Linked DNA regions of Mus musculus: region 2 is linked to region 1. Evidence: chromatin contacts called from public HiChIP or PLAC-seq data. All regions are on one chromosome and are shown on one strand. Each heading gives the region's core, a stretch centred on a gene start, on an enhancer-like site or on the middle of the called end of the contact. The rest is flanking DNA. Distances are from core to core; before and after follow the strand shown. Region 1 overlaps Etv6 (ets variant 6). Region 2 overlaps Etv6 (ets variant 6).

Region 1 (5,414 bases), core at 1,901-4,400:
ACCATGGCATTCCCCTACATTGAGGCTTTGAGCCTTCACAGGACCAAGGGCCTCTCCTCCCATTGATGATTGACAAGGCCATCCTCTGCTACATATGCGGTTGGAGCCATGGGTCCCTCCATGTGTACCCTTTGGTTGGTGGTTTAGTCTCTGGGAGCTCTGTGGGGGTCTGGTTGGTTGATGTTGTTGTTATTCTAAAGTCAGCAGTACGTGGAACTTTTATGTCCCTGTCATAAGCAGACCTTGTGTATGCCGAGAGCCTTTGATTCAGTAATACTGTATAAGGCTCATCTCATTTCTTTTGAGGAGCATGATGTAGCAGTAATGGCTGGGTGTTACTAGCCTGGTGCCTCAGGAACACTGGGATGTGAACTCGATTTTTCTTTATTGCTTTTAAACAAATTGTTAATTGGTTGCATTGCAAGTTGTTTTGGTAGTAAACATCTTCCAGAGATGTAAATCTTTTCTGACTTAATTAGTACTCATTTCTCTAGATATAGTTTACAGGTTTTGTTGTGGTTTGTTTTGTTTTGTCTTCTATTTAGTTTTATTTCTCAGCCCGAGCAGAGGCAGTGGAATCACCGATAGGAGCAGAACAATGGAGTTCTTCAGTTTGACCTTGATAGTACTTGTGGCCTGCTGGGATTAGGCAATCAGATAAGACCCCAGCTTCCTTGGGGCTGCCTATCCTGGGCCAGCACCACAACACTATAAAATACACGCCATCCATCCCTTGTGTAGCTGACCTGGGAAGTCGAACATAAACCTGCTGTCTGATTTTCTTTCTTACGAGGCATAAGTGGCCCACTTAAGCTATGGATGTGTTATAAGGAGACATTACAGGACTGAAAGCCCTTTGGATTTTTAAAGAGGTCTAAGCTGGTGCCCACCCCTACTCCCATCCCACCCCCACCTCTACCCTTCAGCCTTTGCTACTAATTTACTGGCATTGTGAGTTTGACTTCAAGATATAAAGGAGAAAGAGCAGGGCTGTGAATGGTACTGTGTAGCAGCAAAAAGGGATGGGAGGAGGAGGAGGAAGAGGAGGAGGAGGAGGAGGAGGAGGAGGAGGAGGAGAGAGAGAGTTTAGGAAGCCACACAAAGCAGGTAGTGGGATTCAGAGTTGAATGGGTGCTTAAGCAGTCTGCACGAGCCTGACCTTGGGCTTTCCCTTGGGTTTTCAGTCCCATGAGTCCCAGGACAGCTCCCGCACCAGGGTCCCTGTGAATGATGCACAGGGGCTATAGTGTGGCAGTGGCACATGCCTGAAGGTCTTTTCTCATTTGTAGGGAGAAATTGAGAAGGCTCTCTAATGGTGCCCCCGATACAAGTAAATAGCAACTCTCTCAGTTCATTACTTGTTAGCCCCAGGCAGGGACTGCGCCGATTGGCTAATTGTAATAGCCAAACCATTAAAGGGAATAGCATTAATGGAGGAGAAGGCAGCTAATACGGTAGCTGAACTTGGCTACAGCCTTGTACCCAGGGTACAGGCTGCTGCTAACTTAAGTACCTGTTTGTTCTGCATCTGGAACTAGCCAGGAAGAAAGAATTTAGTGACCCTCTTCAAATGGTGGATCCATAACTCAGGAGTATTTCTGGGAAACTCAGACATTGAAACAGTTTTTTTTCCCAGAGGTAGCCCTTGAGGGTCTGTGTATGTAAAAACACTCACCTTTCCTACCGTGAACAGTGCTGCTGGCCCACTGGGAGAGAGCTCATACACTTTAAGGCGTTTTCCAGGAGCTGTGGCGAATACTGCCAGCTTCATCTGTCCTCAGCTTCAAGCTATTGTAGCATCGTTAGCTGGGACTAGTGTGCCGTCTAGGCCTGGGAATGGCACGAATTTAATTTTCCTGTCCAGGTCTGAAGCTTGTAACCTTGCTCGCCTGTGCATGATTCCGGGGCCTGGCCAGATGAGCCAGCCATCCGTGCATCAGAAGATCTGGGCCGGCTCCACAGTCCTCCCTGGAAACCACACGCTGGCATTGCTAGCTAAAGAACCCCGGCTTCACTTGCTGCTTTCTCTCCGTGTCAGAAATATCCAAGAAATCCAGAAAAGTTGCAAAGAAGAAAAAAGAATTTCGTGCTAAGCCACTCTCAGGAGTGGAAAGGATCTTAATTAGAATATTTAAAAATCAGAACAGTAAAGACGTGGATGTAAGGTTTCAGCTGTGTGGTTTTGGTTTTCTGATTTTTTGTTTGTTTCTTTGTTTTGTTTTGTTTTAACTTTGATACCCTGTTCCTAGACACACCGGGTTTTACAACTTTATAGAGTCTGATTGCTAGGTAAGTAGAAAAGAGGTTTCTGTTGTGATGGGGCTGCTCTTGCCTACATTATTGTCATCAAGCTTTGACTTGCCAGAGAGTGTCATATTGTATGAGCAGCATCTTGGAATTGTGAAGCATTTATGTGAGCGCCGCCGCCGCCCTCCCCCACCCCCCAGTATGGAAGCCTCTTTTAGAAAACCTTCCTGCCTCAGCCTCAGTCTGCTCTCAAGGGAATAATCCCACACACGTGTAAGCTGGAGCTGTTGGCAGGGCTTCTACCCGCATAGTGCTCAGTCAGGTCTGTATTACAGGCTCCGCCTCCTAAGTATACAGTTGCTGTTGATTTAGTTTAAGTATCTTTCAAAGGCTTGACCCCAGAGTGGCACTATTGGGCCCTTTGAAGAGATGGGGCCCTATGAAGAGGGACCTCAGCAGTTATGAGTGTTGACTGCTCTTCTGGAGGACCTGGGTGTGATTCTCAGCACCCACATGGTGACTCAGAACCATCTCTGACGCTAATTCCGTGAGATCTAACGCCCTCCAATGGCCTCTGTAGGCATCAGGAATGCACATGGAGCAGAACACTCATATAAAATAAAAATGAATGATTTTTTTTTTAAAAGAGAGGGGTTGGAGAGGGAGGGGGATGGGGAGGGGAGAGGGAGAGAGATTGAGATTAGAAGAGTGAGAGATCTTCAGACCATACGTGACATGCCCTTGAACGGGATAGTGGAATAGACTGGTGCCTCCCTTTCTCTCTGTTTGCTTCCCTGTCTTCAGTAAAGTAAAGTGTTTTACATTCTTCTGCCAACATGTGCTGCCTTGCCACAGACTCATAGCCACAAGGCCAGTTGATCACATGCTGAACTCTTGAAACTGAGAGCCGGGGACAGACCTTTCCTTGTCCTAAGGACTTGTTGCAGAGGTGGAGTGTTGACTCATGTACAGGGAATGCACCACTCTTTCTTCTACTCACTCCTCTGATACTCGAAGACGTCTTGGAGAATCTGTAACACGTAAAGGGCCAGAAGGCCACTGAGCGCATAAAGCCTTGCTGACTTTAGGAGTGTCTGTCCCCAGGCCTTTGAAGGAGCCTTTCCTAGATACTGTCCACTGTGATTTCTGAAGGCATGCTTGCCTCCCTAGGACATAAGATTCTTCCTGCCGTATTAAGTGAGTGTTGGCAGGGTCCCTTCCTGCTCCTCACTTTTAAAAATCTCGTCTACATATTTAGATTTGATGTTCTTGAAGAATTGGAAAGGATTGAGTAAGAGAAATGGTTTCTTGTTAGAGAAAACATTAGGGATAAAGAGTAAGATATTTTTACCCAACAGTAACCAAGATGAGATTTCTGTACAGTGCAAAGCAATTAAACACACAGGCAATCTGTAGATGCTTCGCTGGTCCTACTGATTGTTGCAAAGTAAACACACACCCCTGTATGAATTCTAATGGTTGCCCCTCTAAAGAGGCCATATGGGGACACACTTCTCAGACATTGTCTACTCCCTTTCTTCTAGCCAAACTCTGTTACTTTGTGCTCATGAGATGCATTGCAGGCCTAGGAAAGTGGGTCCCTGGCTTTGACAGTCCTGTCAGATGAGCCGCTGGTATGGATGGGTTCCCTGAGAGCTGAGGACAGAGGCAAATGGAGGAGCCATCCCAAGGGCACTGCAGTTCGTACAGTGGCAAGTTACCTCTTGGGATTCCGCTTAAGCTACAAAGCCATTGGTGACTGGCCAGTGGTTCTTGAATGCAGTTTCTTGATGTTCCTCTTTGTTAGCAGCAGTTCAGTGGAGTGGAGTTAGACCAGCCTGTACCCACAATACCAGCTATGCTGTCTCCCAAGCTGGTGACGGAACAAGTTGCTCAATTAAGCCTTACAATCTTCAGATCAGGTTCCCTACTGTGGGTTGGTGATAAGGAGGCCTTCCTGGCAGTGTTCTTGAGGATCGAGAACAACTCCACAAGAAGCACACAGCCCACGGCCTCCCTTAATGTTGTTGTTGTTGTTGTTGTTTTTTTTTTTTTTTTTTTGGATCTTTGAAGTATCTCTGTTTTCCAGCTGTATTTGTATTCTGACATGTATAAGTGTTCTTAGCTTTTATGGGTAGAATGATATGGCTGCCGTTGCTGATGGTTGTTTGCAGTGTTAGGGCTAGAACCCAGGACCTTGTATATGTTAGGTAAATTCTACCACTGAGCTGCACGGTCCCACCGTAGAATTTAAATATGGGAGCCATTCTAGACATACAAGGACTTAGAGTTGTTTAATGCAGAAGGACAAATACAGGCCTACACTCAGTGAGCGTTAGAATATTTCTTAGTGATAGGGAGGGGAGCATCTCAGTGGCACTTTAGTGCAAGGCTCGATGGCAGGGCTTATTATCAATGTACCTTTTCTATTTCCTTTATAACACCACTGCACGTAATATAATAGGTGTGGGTAAAGGAAGATTTAAAGTTATCTGACCTAACTCTGTCCATTGGACAAATACAGTGTGTTGTCTTCTGACTCTGGACCACCTGCTTTATCCATCATCAAAGACTTCCAGAGGAAACAGAAGAGCCTGGCTCCCCAGGAGAGCCCTGCCTGTTGAGTGTGTGTGGTTAGTCCCTCCCTTGAGAGGGCTGCCCAGGCCATCAATGAGGATGACTTGGGGAGGAAACTGCAGAAACCAAGAATGTGGTTCCCACCCTTGTTACTTTCCAGAGGGAACGCCCATTTGTCTTCCCCGAGATACTGATGTGCATCCTGCCAGTGAGTTCTAAAAACCAGATACCATTTGGGTTATAGAATGACTATCCAGATAGAGATTTCTCTTAGGAAGAGCCTGGACACCTAGAAGCATTTGAGCTCTTGGATTTAGAAGTCTCCTAGACCCTTTCTGGGAGAAGAAGAAACCACCATAACTCTTTCTGCATTTGCGTTTCTGCCTTACTATTCCTGTATGTCTGGATACCTGTGATGATCTTCCTCAGCCGAGTCTCTCTTTCTAGGGACATATTGTTTCTTTTTAGGGACACTCCCAAAATTACAATTTCTGGTTGCATATGCATACTTTCTCAAGTTCTTTCTCAAGTTTACCTCACTGAATCTTGGGTTGGACAAAATAGTGAATGTACATTTTTTTTAAAGACAA
Region 2 (5,414 bases), core at 1,883-4,382, 99 kb after region 1:
GGCTGATTCCATGTTAGGTGAAAGGGAAGGAAGATGGGAGAATTAACTCCAGGTTTCTGACCTGATTAGATAACTGAGCTAGGGAACCCCTTCTGGTTTGTAAAGATTTCTGTGTTGGACACTTTATCTGTAAATCATTCACGAGGTCTCGGTTTTGGGAGTCAGAAGGCATCGTGACTGGAACTGATCAGGCTGACGACAAGCGGAGTCTTGGGAAGAGGTGCAGTGCTCCAAGAGGAACTGGTGAAGATGCTGGGAACGTCAGTATTAAAGGGCTGGAGAAGGAAGAAAGCCACAGAAGTAGTCTTCTGAGCCAGGAAGCATCCTAGGGTGGGGGCAGAGTTGGCAGGGGAGCCACTTAAGATTCCTGGCAGCATAGGCTGCTAAGGTGGCGCTGTTCCCTAAGAACCATGGCTGCCCTTTGAGTTAACACCAGGGAGGGGACCTCAGCAAGAGCAGTTTAAGGAAGGCTTCAGAGGGAAAACCAGAAAGCAAAGTGAAGGAGTAGAGATGACAGAATTGACAGCTCCTGGGGGTGGTTAGCTGACAGATGAGGAAAGAGCTGGTCCTGACCTGGTAGGGGGAGATAAGGACTGAAGGATGAGGGGGGAGTACAGGAACCCCTGAAGCTGCTTGTATACTGAAGGATAGAAACCCAAAGATTTTGAGATGAGACTGCACGGAAGGGAGGGTTTTAGAGAGACCCAATTATGAACTAGAGGTTTCTATATGAAATTATGTCAGTGGAAGGACAAGGAAACTTGCACACACAAAAGTAACATTAATGAAACTGTGTGGGGGCTTTAACGCAGAAATATTGACGCTGAGAAAATATGACTTGTCTGTTAATAAAAGTCATGCCCACAAGATGGCCATCCAGCCAGTGTGTATTCTGTGAGGCCAGGGTTAGGTACCATCCCCTCTGTCTCACCAGCTCTGTGGCATTATTCTCATGTTGCACAAAAGCGAGCTGAACTGATAGTGTTTTAAACCAAGACTCAGAAGGGGTGAAGTAATTTGCCCTAGCGCAGGAGGCTGATGGGAGAGGAACCTGGCATCGGATTGGGCTGGCCTTGCTCTAGAGCCCAAAGTCCTTTCGCTAAGAGTAAGATCAATCATTTTCAGCACCTGACCCCTTCAAGTAGCATCCCTGGGTTCTTCACCTTCAGGAAACTGTTAGCCTGGCATTTTTCACTTTCTCTTCTGTTTGTTTTAAACAACCAACCCATCCCTGACTGAGGATTTAACCTAGCGCATCCGGAGCCAAGCTCCATCCCCACCCCTACCCACCAGTCCCACCCCAGCATGGACAGGGTCATGCTGAGTTATCCTGGCAGGTCTTGAGTTTGCAACCTTTACCTCGGTTTTCGGAGGTGTGTAGTGGGTATTAGCAGGCCCAGCTTTTAAAGGAAATTCCAAATAAAATAATAAAATTGGTGTCTGACGCGTGGCCGCAGTGGCTCCGGTGTTGTGTTAGCTGGAGATCTGACCTGCCACCTCTTCAACACTCAGTTCCAAAGTTGAGCATAGCTGTATCTGCCTGCAACCCCAGCAATGCGAGCCGGTGACAGCGATGTACCAAGAATTCACTAGCCACCTAGCATAGCCAAAATGGCGAGCTTCCGGTTCACTGACAGACCCCGACCCAGACGGTAAGGCGAAGGTGATGGAAGACACCTGGTGCAGTCAGGTGTACACACCCCGACAACCCACACACACACACAAAGAGGGGAACACAAGCAGACATTCAGATTTTCAAAATTCATGTCAAAAGACAGGATTCAAGCTGTTTTGAGTTTCGCTGTGTATATGTGGACCCAGGATAATATAAAAGTGTTAGGGCATAAAACTGGAGGGTACAGACATTTTCAGTTCCCAGCACTCCTTCCAGGGAGGAGCATAAGGGAAGCCCCCAGCTTCATAGTAAATCATCTGCAGCACGAATGGATCTGGGCCTTGCATAGAAACACGCGCATTGGCAGCTGGACCAGCTGTTGACTCTGAGTGCAGAGACCTGGGTTCCACTGCCTACCACTGTAGAAGTGCCAGCTGTGACCAGTTATTCCTTTCCTGAGTCTGAGATTCACAAAGTTGGGCACACAGTTCTATGGGTCAACCTTTGTTTTCAGTAGGCGAATGGAGAACTTACTGTAAATACCCTCTGCGTTCCAAAGATCTCTTCCTTACTGTTAACTTTACGTCTGTGATGCAGAGTTGAAGGTTTTTAATACAGGCTTAGGCTTATTCAAAAGGGTTAAGAGAGGTGCAGGGAAGAAAGTAAACAATGCCCAAGAGCAAGGATGTGGGATTCTCAAAGAAAAGTCACAGAAAGCAGGATGTACCCAAGTGTGCACAGATTCTTCAAGGGAGAGTTGCCAGTGTTACATATGATATCCTGCGCTGGCATGATGGTTCAGTGGGTAAAGACTCTTGCTTCCAAGCCTGTCACTCTGAGTTTGATCCCAGACACACGTGGAGGGAGGAGAGAACTGGCTTCCACAAGTTGTCCTCTGAATACCACATGTGTGCTTTGCTTTGTGTCTCTTCTGTAGGCGCAAACCCACAAGCACACACACACACACACACACACACACACACACACACACGATAATATTAATTAAGAAAAGGTAAATGAGATTGTCTACACACTGGAGAATTTAAGGAATCCATCCACAGAGCATGTAAGTGTTAAAGGAGCAAAGGGTAGTAGTGGCTGTGGAGGGAGGTGCGGGGCCACCCTTGCCTATTTAGGAAGTTGTAGGCAAGACATGTTTTTGAACACTCTGGAAACTACAACCAGGGTATAGGAATTTCAAGAAGGCCATATTCCAACTCAACACAACTTTCTACCAAGTAGAATCATCAAGAAAAATGGTTTTCTTATGCCAGGGCTGGCTGCCCATCATAGGACTTACACAGCCAAGGCTTTTTCTTGGCAGGGGAAGGGGAGAGAGGGGACTCCTAGAGAGCAGAAGTTTAGGCCAATCTCAGACATTTCTAGAATTCTCTTTAAGGCCTAAGACTCCAGGCTCTTACAGGTACTTCGTTATTGACAGTCCAAACACAGAGCATGTATGGCACACTGCCTCTTCCGTAGTGCTTAGCCAGCCACTTCCTCTGTGCAGGCTCCTGGTTGCTGCAGACCCAGGCCTGATCCAGCTGTGCCCACACTCAGGGTCAAAGTTAAGTGTGCCTGGCAGAGCTAGAACTCAGGCTCCCACAGCTCCCAGCCATCACCACGAAAGGCATTGGCATGGTAATCTAACTGCTGCTTATGGAATAGGGTTCAAGTAAGCAGCCGGCAGAGCCTGCTGATGCGCATGCATCCCTCTTCTTTCTTCTGTGGGAAGGTCTCTCTGCACAGCCCCTTCCCCTGCCAGCTGCTGGAAGCAAGGTTAAAGCATCGTGAAGGCAGAGCTCATGCCAGCAGTGCTGGGGTTAGCTCAGTGTGGGAGGATGAGGGGCCCAGGCAGAGTGGCCATGGACCACCTTCCCTTTCCTCAAGTGGGAATGAAGAACCCAGACTTTCCTCCTCAGTTCTCCACCCAAGACCTGAGTGGCCTGGGCCACTCAAATGACCTCAGTAGTCAGAATGGTATCGGAACAGGGCGGGTGCCACTGAAGCAGTGCTGGGGAGCTCTTCCTGGCAAGCCTGTGCTGGTCTCATTGTGCGGATTACCTCAAAGGACATGTTTAAGGAGGTATCTGTCATACCCAAGAGCGTCAGCAACTACAGAGAAATGAAAACTCCAGGGGCCAGCAAGATGGCCCTGCAGGTAAATAAATGTGTGGACCATGCAAGCCTGGTGACCCAGGAGAAGGTGCAAGGACAGAACCTACTCTACAAGGTTACCTACCCGCTGACCTCCACACCCGCACTGTGTGTGACAGGCACATGCTCGCACAGGCGCACGCACACACGGTAACAGTAAGTAACTTCTTTTGAAGAAATGAGAACTCAGACATGAAAGTGGCTTCTTCCTCCTAGCCCTTGTTTTAGGTCTTCTTTCCGGCCTGAGGAGGTGTGGGGACACCAGCTCTTTCCCGGGTGCTGATCTTCAGTATCCTCGTTGAACTTCTATGATGAGCGGGAGAGGTGGGCGGTACCGTCTGCGTCTTATAGAGAAACCCAGGAGCTTGCTCAAGGTGACCTGGTCCCTAGGCTGGCAGTGTCTGCTGCAGTCTGTGCCCCTCACTGAGGGAATAGCGCTGAACACTCTTCGCAGTCACTAAATTTACATTTCCTGGCCTCCCCTTCCAAAATGGATACACTAATTGCAGCCTTATTTTTTTTAATAGTAATCATCAAGAACACATTTCTTTAATGTTTGCATTTTCTATTCTGCATAATGCCAAAATAAAACATTGATCAGATCTACAAGCTCAAACCCAGTATGGCCATGTAAATTAGGAAGGGTTAGGAAGACATTACACTAAATGCGAAGAAAAAAAGTGTTGATTAGGGACTTATTTTTGTATGAGATTAAAATGTGAATCATTAAAATAGGGACTGTATTTTGGGTTCCGCATTCCCTTCACATCGGAGCCAGAGCGATGGGTGGCTTATGGTTTGGAGCACTAAAACCCTATCCAGCTCTGGATCCTGGCACTCCGGTACAAGCTCTGCCTTCCCACAGCATTTCCAAAAAGTGTGGTCAGAACTCCTCTGTGACCTTCCTGTCCAGTTTTCAGGAAACCCCCTAGAGACTGGTGCCCTAGTCTTCATTTGATCCTAATCATAAATAGCAGCAGCTAGCTATACCACCAGCAACCAAACTTCAGAAATAGCGGGACAGAGTGAGCAGCAGCTAGCTGGGAAAGTTCCTTAGGGGGTCTTAGGGTGGGTACTTGGAAGTCTGTAACCAACCACAGCACTTGATTTGTTACGGGGGTGGGGGAGTGGTAGTAGATGGGTTTGCAGGGAGAAACCTCCTGTGAAGTGTTTCTGCAGTTCATGCTCAATTTGGAAGAAAAAAAGTAGCAATAGCTACAGCCCAAAATATACAGTTAAATTAAGTTGTTAATTGAAGTGTCTTTAAAAATGGCTAATACCAGAGACAAAGGCTCATTGTTTGGTACAGTTGTTGACTACATCTCTCTGTGTGAGGAAGGGTGTAGGGAGGACAGTGAGAGCGCTGTGGTGTTTTTAAACATTAATCACCCATCCTTAGAATTCCGAAGCACACCCCCCACCCCTATCCCCCACGCATTGTGAACTTGTATCAAAGCCAGAGAGAGGTGGAGCCATTTCTTGCTAGAATTAGTTAGGTTGGTGGTGGTAGGTGTTTTTGATTTTTGTTTTTTCTGCTAATGACCTACATGGGAAGACACTTAACATACCAAGTGCAGTACCCCACCATTGTGCAACAGACAGCATCTCGAGATAATTTTTGTAAAGCTTGTAAGACCTTGGA

The links. HiChIP or PLAC-seq counts read pairs in DNA pulled down with a chosen protein or histone mark.
Region 2: an H3K27ac HiChIP or PLAC-seq map of microglia shows a contact between it and region 1, with 3 times the contacts expected there. The contact joins two enhancer-like sites. A contact is called at or near these places in 4 of 39 promoter capture datasets (the C10 cell line, cranial neural crest, liver and 1 more), 1 of 15 datasets of contacts at CTCF or cohesin (embryonic stem cells), 6 of 484 Hi-C or Micro-C datasets (B cells, the G1E-ER4 cell line, the HL-1 cell line and 3 more), 6 of 115 datasets of contacts at active chromatin or transcription factors (bone marrow-derived macrophages, cardiomyocytes, embryonic stem cells and 2 more) and 3 of 9 other capture datasets (adipose tissue, bone marrow-derived macrophages and liver).

The regions. Positions count from the first base shown.
Region 1 is chr6:134,126,886-134,132,299 of GRCm38.p6, forward strand. The region is part of intron 1 of Etv6 (ets variant 6); the gene reads left to right. Among named protein-coding and RNA genes, the nearest start is that of Gm46978, 18 kb to the left of the region's middle. Within about 2 kb of position 3,151, at least 63 of the 459 cell types and tissues checked have an H3K27ac peak or open chromatin away from gene starts, as enhancers often do. A contact at or near this core is called in microglia, where this site is marked.
Region 2 is chr6:134,226,394-134,231,807 of GRCm38.p6, forward strand. The region is part of intron 3 of Etv6 (ets variant 6); the gene reads left to right. Among named protein-coding and RNA genes, the nearest start is that of Gm38908, 6.2 kb to the left of the region's middle. Within about 2 kb of position 3,133, at least 5 of the 459 cell types and tissues checked have an H3K27ac peak or open chromatin away from gene starts, as enhancers often do. A contact at or near this core is called in microglia, where this site is marked.